2 separate regions of the Oryctolagus cuniculus genome follow, and region 1 is linked to region 2. The links are chromatin contacts, called in public Hi-C maps. All regions are on one chromosome and are shown on one strand. The core of a region is the stretch at or near the end of the contact, and the rest is flanking DNA. Distances in the headings are between cores, read along the strand shown. Region 1 holds the start of CHST2 (carbohydrate sulfotransferase 2). Region 2 overlaps SLC9A9 (solute carrier family 9 member A9).

Evidence for each region. A called contact is a pair of places that touch in the nucleus more often than the background predicts.
Region 1: a Hi-C map of an unstated tissue shows a contact between it and region 2, with 8 times the contacts expected there. The contact joins the promoter of CHST2 here to the enhancer-like site in region 2. A contact is called at or near these places in 2 of 6 Hi-C or Micro-C datasets (skin fibroblasts and an unstated tissue).

What each region holds. Positions count from the first base shown.
Region 1 is chr4:138,721,875-138,726,724 of mOryCun1.1, reverse strand. It overlaps CHST2 (carbohydrate sulfotransferase 2), which reads left to right and starts at 2,396. Exons shown (of 2, transcript XM_002716579.4): 1 at 2,396-2,533; 2 at 2,637-4,850. The coding sequence starts at 2,819. The coding sequence ends at 4,411.
Region 2 is chr4:138,486,676-138,491,425 of mOryCun1.1, reverse strand. All of the region lies in intron 14 of SLC9A9 (solute carrier family 9 member A9), which reads right to left. Among named protein-coding and RNA genes, the nearest start is that of CHST2, 240 kb to the left of the region's middle. Within about 2 kb of position 3,250, at least 4 of the 8 cell types and tissues checked have an H3K27ac peak or open chromatin away from gene starts, as enhancers often do.

The DNA.
Region 1 (4,850 bases), core at 1,147-3,646, 240 kb before region 2:
GGGAGGGGCCCAGAGGGAATTCAGTTAAACTCCCTCCTTCATCCCTCAACCGGGACAGGGGACTGCCGACCCGCCTGGTCCCCTCCAAGAGGCAGTGCCAGACTGCTGGCGAAAAGCTGCGCTTGAGATTTGAGCTCTACTTGCCTCCCCACTCCCTACAGTTTGCATAAAACGTCTCCTAGCAATGCTTCACTCCTATATTTGATCAGAACCATAGAGAGAAAAAGAGTAAGGGGAACTCGACTTGTGACATTACGCATTTTTCTGGGAAAAAAAAAAACCACCGAGAGAAAACAAAAACAAAAACAAAAACAACAAAAAACAGGACCAAGTCAATGTTCGTTGAACATTTTTTTCTGCCCTGAAACTAAACCCAAGAAAAGCGAGTTGAAAACCCATGGAACGCGGGTTAAGTCGCCTTCCAAGAGTCCATGTACTCAGATTTTGAAAGGCTCACTGAATAACAATGGCACAAACTGCCGCGTCTTAAATTTAGAAGGGTCCACTGATAGAGAAGATGCCCTAAACAGTACAAAGAGAATTTTTCTGCAACTCCGTCAAACTTCTAAAAAAATCTACGCGGACGGAGGCCATAAAACGCTCGCCAGGAGCCCCGCGCAGTGCATCAGTGCGTCTTCGGCCCTGGCCTGCAGGACCGCTGGCATCACCCTTGCACCTGCAGGCCTGGGCTGGGTTCCCCGCTTCCCCGTCTGCGCGCCCACAGCCAACCACAGGCTGCGCTAGGGAACTGACACTCGTCCTCATCTTACACATGGAGTTGGAGCTGTGGAACTCGGTTCACCGGGGGTGACGGTGGGGTGGGTGGGCTGGCGGTGCAGAGGACTTTTTCCTCTAAGTACTTTCTAAGGAAAGTACTTAGACCAACCAAACCAGTAAAAAACGACTTTCTGCTTCCAACAACGGTTTTTCCTTTGGGTTCATGTTCTTTGATCTGATCTCTTAAAAACAAGAAGTGTGTGGGAGCGATCTATCTTAGTGTCAATTAGAACAGAGCCCCCTCCCCGCCCAGTTCCTGGGGACGTCAATCACGGGGGACGTAACGTTAGGAGCACAAACCCCCACGAGCATCTGCTGGGGACTCAGAGAAAGCCGGCGGCTCCGCGCAGCCGTCCGGTAAAGCGGGGTGGCCGCCCCGCCGGCACACCCCTCCGGAAAACTGAAGCGTCCCCTGTGCCCCTGCCCCAGGAGTCGGAAAGATTGATTGCTTCCTCCGCCGAGGCGGAGCCTCAGACCAGCTGTAAAGGGCAAACAGGGTGTCGCAAGCCCGCGAGCCGCTCTCCGCGTCCTCCGAGCGCTCCAGGGAGCCGGCGCGTCCTCGGCTCCGAGAGGGGCGGCTCGCGTTGATCCCGGGCCAGGGGCAAGCGGAGCGGAGGGTTCCTGCCCAAACTTTACCACCAACTCTTTCCGAGAGCAAAGCCGTGGGGCCGAGTCCCACAGCCGCAGGCAGAGTCCCAGTCTCGTGTAGCTCCGGGCACCGGAGCGCTCCCACTGCCGCGCCCGCGCTTGGGCTTTGCGCACGGAGATCTATGCCTTGGACCCTCGGCTGGCGGCCCCAGCGGCGCCGCTGTAACCCGGCTTTGCTCCCCGGCCCCGAGGCGACGGCGGCGGCGGCAGCGGGAGCCGGGCGCCGCGAGGGGGGCGGTGCGGGACGCGCGGAGGAGGAGGGCAGCGCGGCGAAGGGGAGGAGCCGCAGCGACAGACGGCAGCGCGCACCAACCCCGCGCCGGCTGGCAGGAGCCGCGCAGAGGCCGGCCCGAGCGCGTTGCAGGCGCTCGGCGTAGGGGGAGTCGGGTAGCAGCATCCTCCCGGGCGCCGCTTTTGCGCGGCGGCGGCGGCGGCGGCGGGGGCTTCCTCCACCTCTAGACCTCGTTGGCCAGAAGCGGCCGGTGCCGGGGGCGGGGCGGCCAGGGCAGCGCTGCCGCGCCGGCTCCTCCGCTAGAGCTGTGTGTGCAGGATTTCCCCCGGGCCAGTCGGAGGCTGCGGGGCGGCGGGGGTTGCCTGCGCTGCCCGCTCGGGCATCCTCCGGTGATGGAAGAAGCACACGCCGCCGCCGCCGCCGCCACCGCGGGGTCGCGCTGCGCCCCATCCGCTGCCGCCACACACACGGGAAGATTCGCCGCGCGGAGGCCGAGAGCGAGGGAGGCAGAGCCGCGGTGCCGGGAGCTGGGTCCCGTATAAACCGCCTCCTCCCCGACAGCCCTGAGGCTGCTTCGCCTCCCGGAGCGAGGAAGGAAGCTGCGGTCCCGAGAGAGCAGAGGAGACGTCGCCGGAGCCGGGACGCGCCGGGCTCGGCGGAGCGAGAAGCAGGGTTCTGGGCCCGGTGAAAGTTTCCCTTCCCGAGCCGCAGGGCGCCCGCTGCCCGGAAACTCTGTCCAGGGCTAGGGCTTCCGAGCCCCGCGGCCCCCTCGAAGGCTCAGAGACCCCTTGCCGAAGAGAGCGCCGGAGACACCGCGGAACGAGTGACAGCCCGTTCCCGATCCGGGGCCGCTCCGGGGCGCGCCCGCGGCTTCAGGTGAGCGGGGAGCCGGGCCCACCCTAGGAGGGGCGTTACTCAGGAGGAGGAGGCGGTGGGAGGGAGGTTGGGGCGCACCCACTCACTCCGCTTCCCCTCGCAGGTCCTTCCCGGAGCCGCTGCCATGGGAGAGCCAGCCTCGGGCGCCGGGGACCAGCCGCCGCTGCCGCCGCACCCGCCTCGGAGCCGCGGCCCCTGTCCCGGCGCCCGCAGCCGGCCCGCTGCGTCGTCCTCCCGGGCTGTAGGGCCGCCTCCGCCGCGCCGCCGGCCCGGGCTGTGCCTGTGATGAGCCGTAGCCCGCCGCGAGCTCTGCCTCCGGGCGCGCTCCCCCGGCTGCTCCCGGCTGCGCCCGCCGCCGCGCCGCGCGCCCTGCTCCCGCCGTGGCCCCGGCGCCCGGGACGCCGCTGGCCCGCGTCCCCGCTCGGAATGAAGGTGTTCCGCAGGAAGGCGCTGGTGCTGTGTGCGGGCTATGCGCTGCTGCTGGTGCTCACCATGCTCAACCTCCTGGACTACAAGTGGCACAAGGAGCCGCTGCAGCAGTGCAACCCGGACCGGCCGCTGGGGGCCGCGGCTGGGGCCTCCGGGGCCGGCTGGGGGCGCCCGGGGCCGCCTCCCGCCGCGCCACCCCGCGCTCACACCCGCTTGGACCCCCGCACCCCGCACCGCTCTCCCGCCGCCGCCGTCGGGGCTGCTCCCGCCGCGGGGGCAGGGGTGGCAGGGGTTGCGTCCCCTCCAGGCAATGGCACTCGGGGTGCCGGGGGCGGAGGGGCCAAGCGGCAGCTGGTGTACGTGTTTACCACGTGGCGTTCGGGCTCATCTTTCTTCGGCGAGCTCTTCAACCAGAACCCCGAGGTGTTCTTCCTCTACGAACCCGTGTGGCACGTGTGGCAAAAACTGTACCCGGGGGACGCCGTTTCCCTGCAGGGGGCAGCGCGGGACATGTTGAGCGCTCTCTACCGCTGCGACCTCTCGGTCTTCCAGCTGTATAGCCCCGCGGGCAGCGGGGGGCGCAACCTCACCACGCTGGGCATCTTCGGTGCAGCCACCAACAAGGTGGTGTGCTCGTCGCCCCTCTGCCCCGCCTACCGCAAGGAGATCGTGGGGCTGGTGGACGACCGCGTGTGCAAGAAGTGTCCGCCGCAGCGCCTGGCGCGCTTCGAGGAGGAGTGCCGCAAGTACCGCACGCTGGTCATCAAGGGCGTGCGCGTCTTCGACGTGGCCGTGTTGGCACCGCTGTTGCGAGACCCTGCCCTGGACCTCAAGGTCATCCACCTGGTGCGTGACCCCCGGGCAGTGGCCAGCTCACGCATCCGCTCACGCCACGGCCTCATCCGTGAGAGCCTGCAGGTGGTGCGCAGCCGGGACCCGCGAGCCCACCGTGTGCCCTTCCTGGAGGCTGCGGGCCATAAGCTGGGCGCCAAGAAGGAGGGCATGGGCGGCCCGGCTGACTACCACGCGCTGGGCGCCATGGAAGTCATCTGCAATAGCATGGCCAAGACGCTGCAGACCGCCCTGCAGCCCCCCGACTGGCTGCAGGGCCACTACTTGGTGGTGCGGTACGAGGACCTAGTGGGGGACCCGGTCAAGACCCTGCGGAGAGTGTACGACTTTGTGGGGCTGCTGGTGAGCCCCGAAATGGAGCAGTTCGCCCTGAACATGACCAGTGGCTCCGGCTCCTCCTCCAAGCCTTTCGTGGTGTCTGCCCGCAACGCCACGCAGGCCGCCAACGCCTGGCGGACCGCCCTCACCTTCCAGCAGATCAAACAGGTGGAGGAGTTTTGCTACCAGCCCATGGCCGTGCTGGGCTATGAGCGGGTCAACAGCCCCGAGGAGGTCAAGGACCTCAGCAAGACCCTGCTTCGGAAGCCGCGGCTCTGAGAGCGGTTCCCAGGAGAGCTGACGCCTGCTTGGAGGATTGTGGTGTGTTGTTGACATTTAAAACACAGCCCTGACCCAAACTGAGGATGCCCGCGTATTCTATCATAGATATATAATATAAATAACCGCGCGGGCCCTTACTGTCCCTGTTTTGAGTCAGTTCAAGGAACAGCTGCAGCACACACGCACACACACACACACACACGCGCGCAGAAAAGATGCGACTTGGAAGTTCTGACCAGCTGCCCCTCCCCTCCCAGTCCCTCCTTCTTTGTCCCATCTCATGTCCTCTTCCCCACCTGCTGTCCATTTTCAAGTGGAATGTTGAAGACCTCAAGTTCCAGTAACCCAAACCTTGTTGACACAGTTTTCGTGGTCTCTGTGAATGTGTGAGAGTCATGGGGCTGTGGGGGTGGGACGGGATTAGAGAAAGAGGAAG
Region 2 (4,750 bases), core at 2,001-4,500:
CGGGTGACGCCAGCACATGCACTCTACAGCACTGCTCTGCTGCAAAGCTGGGCACACGGTGGAGCTTAACAAAGAAGGCTGATGCTTGCAGATTCTGATGTGGTCCAGGGTGTGGCCTGAGAACGAGTCTTTTTTTTTTTTTTTTTTTTTTAGATTTATTTATTTATTTGAAAGTCAAAGTTACACACAGAGAGAAGGAGAGGTAGAGAGGTCTTTCATCTGCTGGTTCACTCCCCAGTTGGCTGCAATGGCTGGAGCTGTGCTGACCCAAAGCCAGGAGCCAGGAGTCTCCCCCGGGGAGCCCACACAGGTGCAGGGGCCCAGAAACTTGGGCCATCGTCTACTGCTTTCCCAGGCCACAGCAGAGAGCTGGATCGGAGTGGAGCAGCTGGGACTTGAACCGGTGCCCATAGGGGATGCTGGCACTGCGGGTGGCAGCTTTACCCACTATGCCACAGCGCTAGCCCCAACACTGAGGGTTTTTAAAAGCTCCCAGGCAGAAAGTCTGAGAACCTCTCTATGAAGTCTAAAGTACTCTTTAGTAAGGCACAGGGAGAAAGCAAATTGATTGGTGTTCCAGGACTTCATGTGATTAATTTCCTTTCAGATGGACCCCATCCCCTTTCCCTAGGAGATCTGCCAAATAAGAACATTTTTAAGCTCTTATTTTAAAGGCAAACGCCTGTTTAACATCTGCATTCAGGAAGCTCTGTTGTCCAGTAGCTCAGAAATAGCCCCAAGAGAAAGAGCATTCATCTCCTAATCCTCTCCCCTACGCCTTCAACATGACCTTGGGAAATCTTTTCATGTTTACGTTTCTGTATTTTCTCATTTGCAAAACTTGGCTAATCCTACAAAGTGACCACAGGACTGGTGTATGGTCAGATGCAGCTTCAAAGACACTCCTGCGGCAGGTCTCCCAAGTTGTTCTGATTTGCTGACTAAGTTGTGACATTTATGCAAAGGGCTTACTTTGGAAAACCAGACACATTTAAACTATGGACGTCTACCTCCCTCTTTCAATGGTACCAATTGCTTTCCGTTCTATTCACGCAAAGTTTAGGCTTAATGTACCACCAGAGATGCAGAGAAATCAGCATGAGGGCGGAAATGATATTTTAAAAGCTGTGGCAAGAAGAATGCCTTTCGGGACTAGCTGTCTTCTTGATTCTCCCGGGGAAAGTCCACTGAACTTGAGGCTGGAGGTCAAGGGCACGAAAGGGGCTCAGCAGGCAGGGCTGGAGGGGGTGTTAGAGTCTGCCCTCTGCAACAGGATGAGACAGGGCTGTCCTAGAACAGTGGTTCTTCAAACATGCTATGTTCTAGAACCACCGGAAGCCAGGAGAACCAGGAGGGGGCCTGGGCCTTGCCAAGTACCCCTGCTAATTCTAATATGGACCAGAGTTTGAGAGCCATGTTCCTGTCCTATAATATTCAGTTTTTCCTTTGTGGTTTTCAGTTTAATATCTCCCCAAATATTTTCCTAAAGCCATGCAAAATTTGAAAATCTTTTCTGGTGGGTAAAACCCTTGTTGTTTCTGTTCATTTTCAAGTCATTCTTAATATGGGTGCAGAAGTCCTTACGAAACCAGATGGCGCAACCCTCCCAGAGAGGCAGAGTGGCAACAGTAGAGAGGGTCAGCGTCCCCATGGTCCTGCTCATTCTCACCCAGCCTGGGAAGAGGGAGAGGGAGGGGGAAGAAGGCATTGGGCGCCTGGCTTATGCAGGTGGCCAGCACAGGGCAAGCCTGTCTGCGGCTGGCTCTCAAGAGGGCGGATATGTTGTCTGTTCCCACAGGGCCTCCCTGCAGGGTCTCTAAGGACACTGTTGTGACTTCTTGCCTTGGGCACAGCTGGCCAGGACCTGCTTTCCCATATGAGCACTGGTTTGAGTCCTGGCTGCTCCACTTCTGATCTAGCTCCCTGCTGATGGCCTGGGAAAGCAGTAGAAGATGGCCCAAGTGCTTGGGCCCCTGCACCGGCGTGGTAGACCAGGATGGAGTTCCAAGCTCCTGGCTTTGGCCTTGTTGGCAGCCTTGGCTCACTTGTGGCCATACTGGAGAGTGAACCAGTAGATGGAAGATCTTTTCCTCTCTCTTTTTCTCTCTCTCTGTAACTCTGCCTTTTGAATAATTTTTTTTTTTTTTGACAGGCAGAGTGGACAGTGAGAGAGAGAGAGACAGAGAGAAAGGTCTTCCTTTGCCGTTGGTTCACCCTCCAATGGCCGCCACGGCCGGCGCGCTGCGGCCGGCGCACCGCGCTGATCTGATGGCAGGAGCCAGGAGCCAGGTGCTTTTCCTGGTCTCCCATGGGGTGCAGGGCCCAAGCACCTGGGCCATCCTCCACTGCACTCCCTGGCCACAGCAGAGAGCTGGCCTGGAAGAGGGGCAACCGGGACAGAATCCGGTGCCCCGACCGGGACTAGAACCCGGTGTGCCGGCGCCGCTAGGCGGAGGATTAGCCTAGTGAGCCGCGGCGCCGGCCTTGAATAATTTTTTTTTAAAAGGCTGTCAGCCCACACTTCTTCTGGACTATTCCTTAGCAGCTTTGTGAAATGGGCAGATCTAGAATATAGTAGGGGCTCAGAACTAAACACCTACAGAACAAATGAATGAAGTGGCAGAAAGATAAACACCAGGTAGCACTGAAGAGCCAGAGGTGGCCAGGAAACAGCAAGGATACTGATGGGGAAACACAGGTGCAAATAAGGAAATAAATACGGAGTGAGTGACCCAAACGGCAGGAAAAGCCAGGAGCCCTGAGTGAGGGTGTGCGCAGTGGGGCCCACACGGTCCCCGAAACGGCCAGAGGGAACGTGACAAATGGCAGGAGAGCAGGGGAGACCCCTCAGGGGAGAGGAAGGCAGGAAAGCCGCCGAGAGAGCAGGCGGGAGAGGGACTGGGGGCAGCGAGGCCACCCCGCTCCCCGGCTAAGGACACACAGAGTGATTGCCCCTCGCAGGGACAGACTCAGGCCCGGGAGGCACAGTGGGCCGGGCAGTGGGGCCCCGCCACGGGTCACGGTGTTTCCTAGCACTGGGTGGTTTCCTAATCCTCCTTGTTCTGCACTGTCCTCCGCCCCACAGCCCCCACAGCCCCCACAGCCGGTGCCTCCCACGGTGCACATCCCCTCCCTCCCGCAGCCCCAGACAGCCTCCTTGGCGGCCCGCCCGCCCGCCACATCCTGCCCTTCCCCCGCGCAGCGCAACTGCACCTCCAGGCATTTCCCTTCCCGACTCCCAGCGTGACACGGGCCCCCGGCCGGGCCGCCTTCCTGTCCCCGCGGAGCCCGGCTCTCCAGGGCCGCTGCCTGGTCCGAGAGGAGCCAAAAGGACGTGGAAACCTGGCGGAAGACTTCGAGGAGGGGGCCCCGGCTGTGTGTGGTGCGGGTTGTGTGCAGGACACGCAAGGCAAGCTTCTCTCACAAAGGACGTCAGAGCTGAGTTTCCGAACATGAGCGGATGATCTCCCTGTCCTGGGTGTTTTCTTTTTTGGGGTAGGGGAGGGACATGCGGGCGAGGCCTTCCAGGGGCTGGCATGGCCTTTGCAAAGCCGCAGGGCTGTGAGGAGTGAGTTCAGGGTACACTGGAGAGCCCAGGCTGAGAAGCAGTGAGTGGGGACCAGGAGGTGGGGGAGGAAGTCAGACTAGGCCAGGCTAAGGGCCAGGTGCCTGGTGTTAGGCAGGGCCAAGGAGCCTTGCACAGGAGAATGACTACTTTGGAGAGGTAGTGTTAGTCTTTGCTGTTTACATAGAGCCAATGAAGTTTCAGAGGGGCATTCATAAGTGACCTGTTTCATGGTCATTACAATGCGTGGAACCAAAACTCAACTCCTTTGTTCTGCCCCTCTGGTCTGGAGGTGCTCCTTGCCAAATTTGCTGGGCCCCACTCACCACCCCCAAAAATCAAAAGGGCTCCACTCAGGCCAGAACAAGTATCCTGCTGGGTCCCTTACAGAGGGGATTTTAAAAAGCCGCTTTCCTCCATTGCTCAACTCAACGACTTCATTCACACCAGGTTCATCTCCAGAAAGCTCAGCGCCTGCTCCATGGGCATTTATGGACACTGATTTCCAGAAACATGTGTGCTGGTCATCAGCTGGCTGGGGGGAGGAGGCTTCTCAGGCCTCTGAGGGAGCACAGGACCCTGTCAGTGCTGAGTCACCCACTGGAATGGTGACTCCCTTAGTGTCAGGGCGCTCCTCCACTTAGGGCAACAAAATGGAATTTCTCCAACGGTTTTTCTGTTCCAGTCTCCCATATCCGGCTGAGATGACCACTAGGGAAATGGCCTCAGGGAGAAGAGAGACAGGGAAGAGCCCTGAAAACAGAAACCATGGGGCTACTCTTGGCAGTCCCTGGTGGGAGATACTCACCTGACGGGCTGTGTCTAGGATATGCCTTTGACTCCAACAGCCTGGAGCATTGCAGCGAACAGGGGACTGTGTGCTGTGAGCTGAGAGAGAGAGAGAGAGAGAGAGAGAGAGAGAGAGAGGGAGAGAGAGGCGTCTGAGGCCTCACTCTGCTGGAGTTTTACAAGAGAGCCACTTTGGGATAAGAGAGGATGTTTATGCTGCGTTCAGATTTGGCTTCATCTTGGCGGCATCCAGGCCACGGGTCGAGAGCTGTGTTTCAAGTTGACAGACTTGAGAAGAGTCTAGCCAAGGCTGGCTCATCAATGAGACACCCAAGGCCTTTCTTCAGAGAAGCCGATAAATTACTGTTATCGCTTTTGATAAGGCTGAGTCTCTTT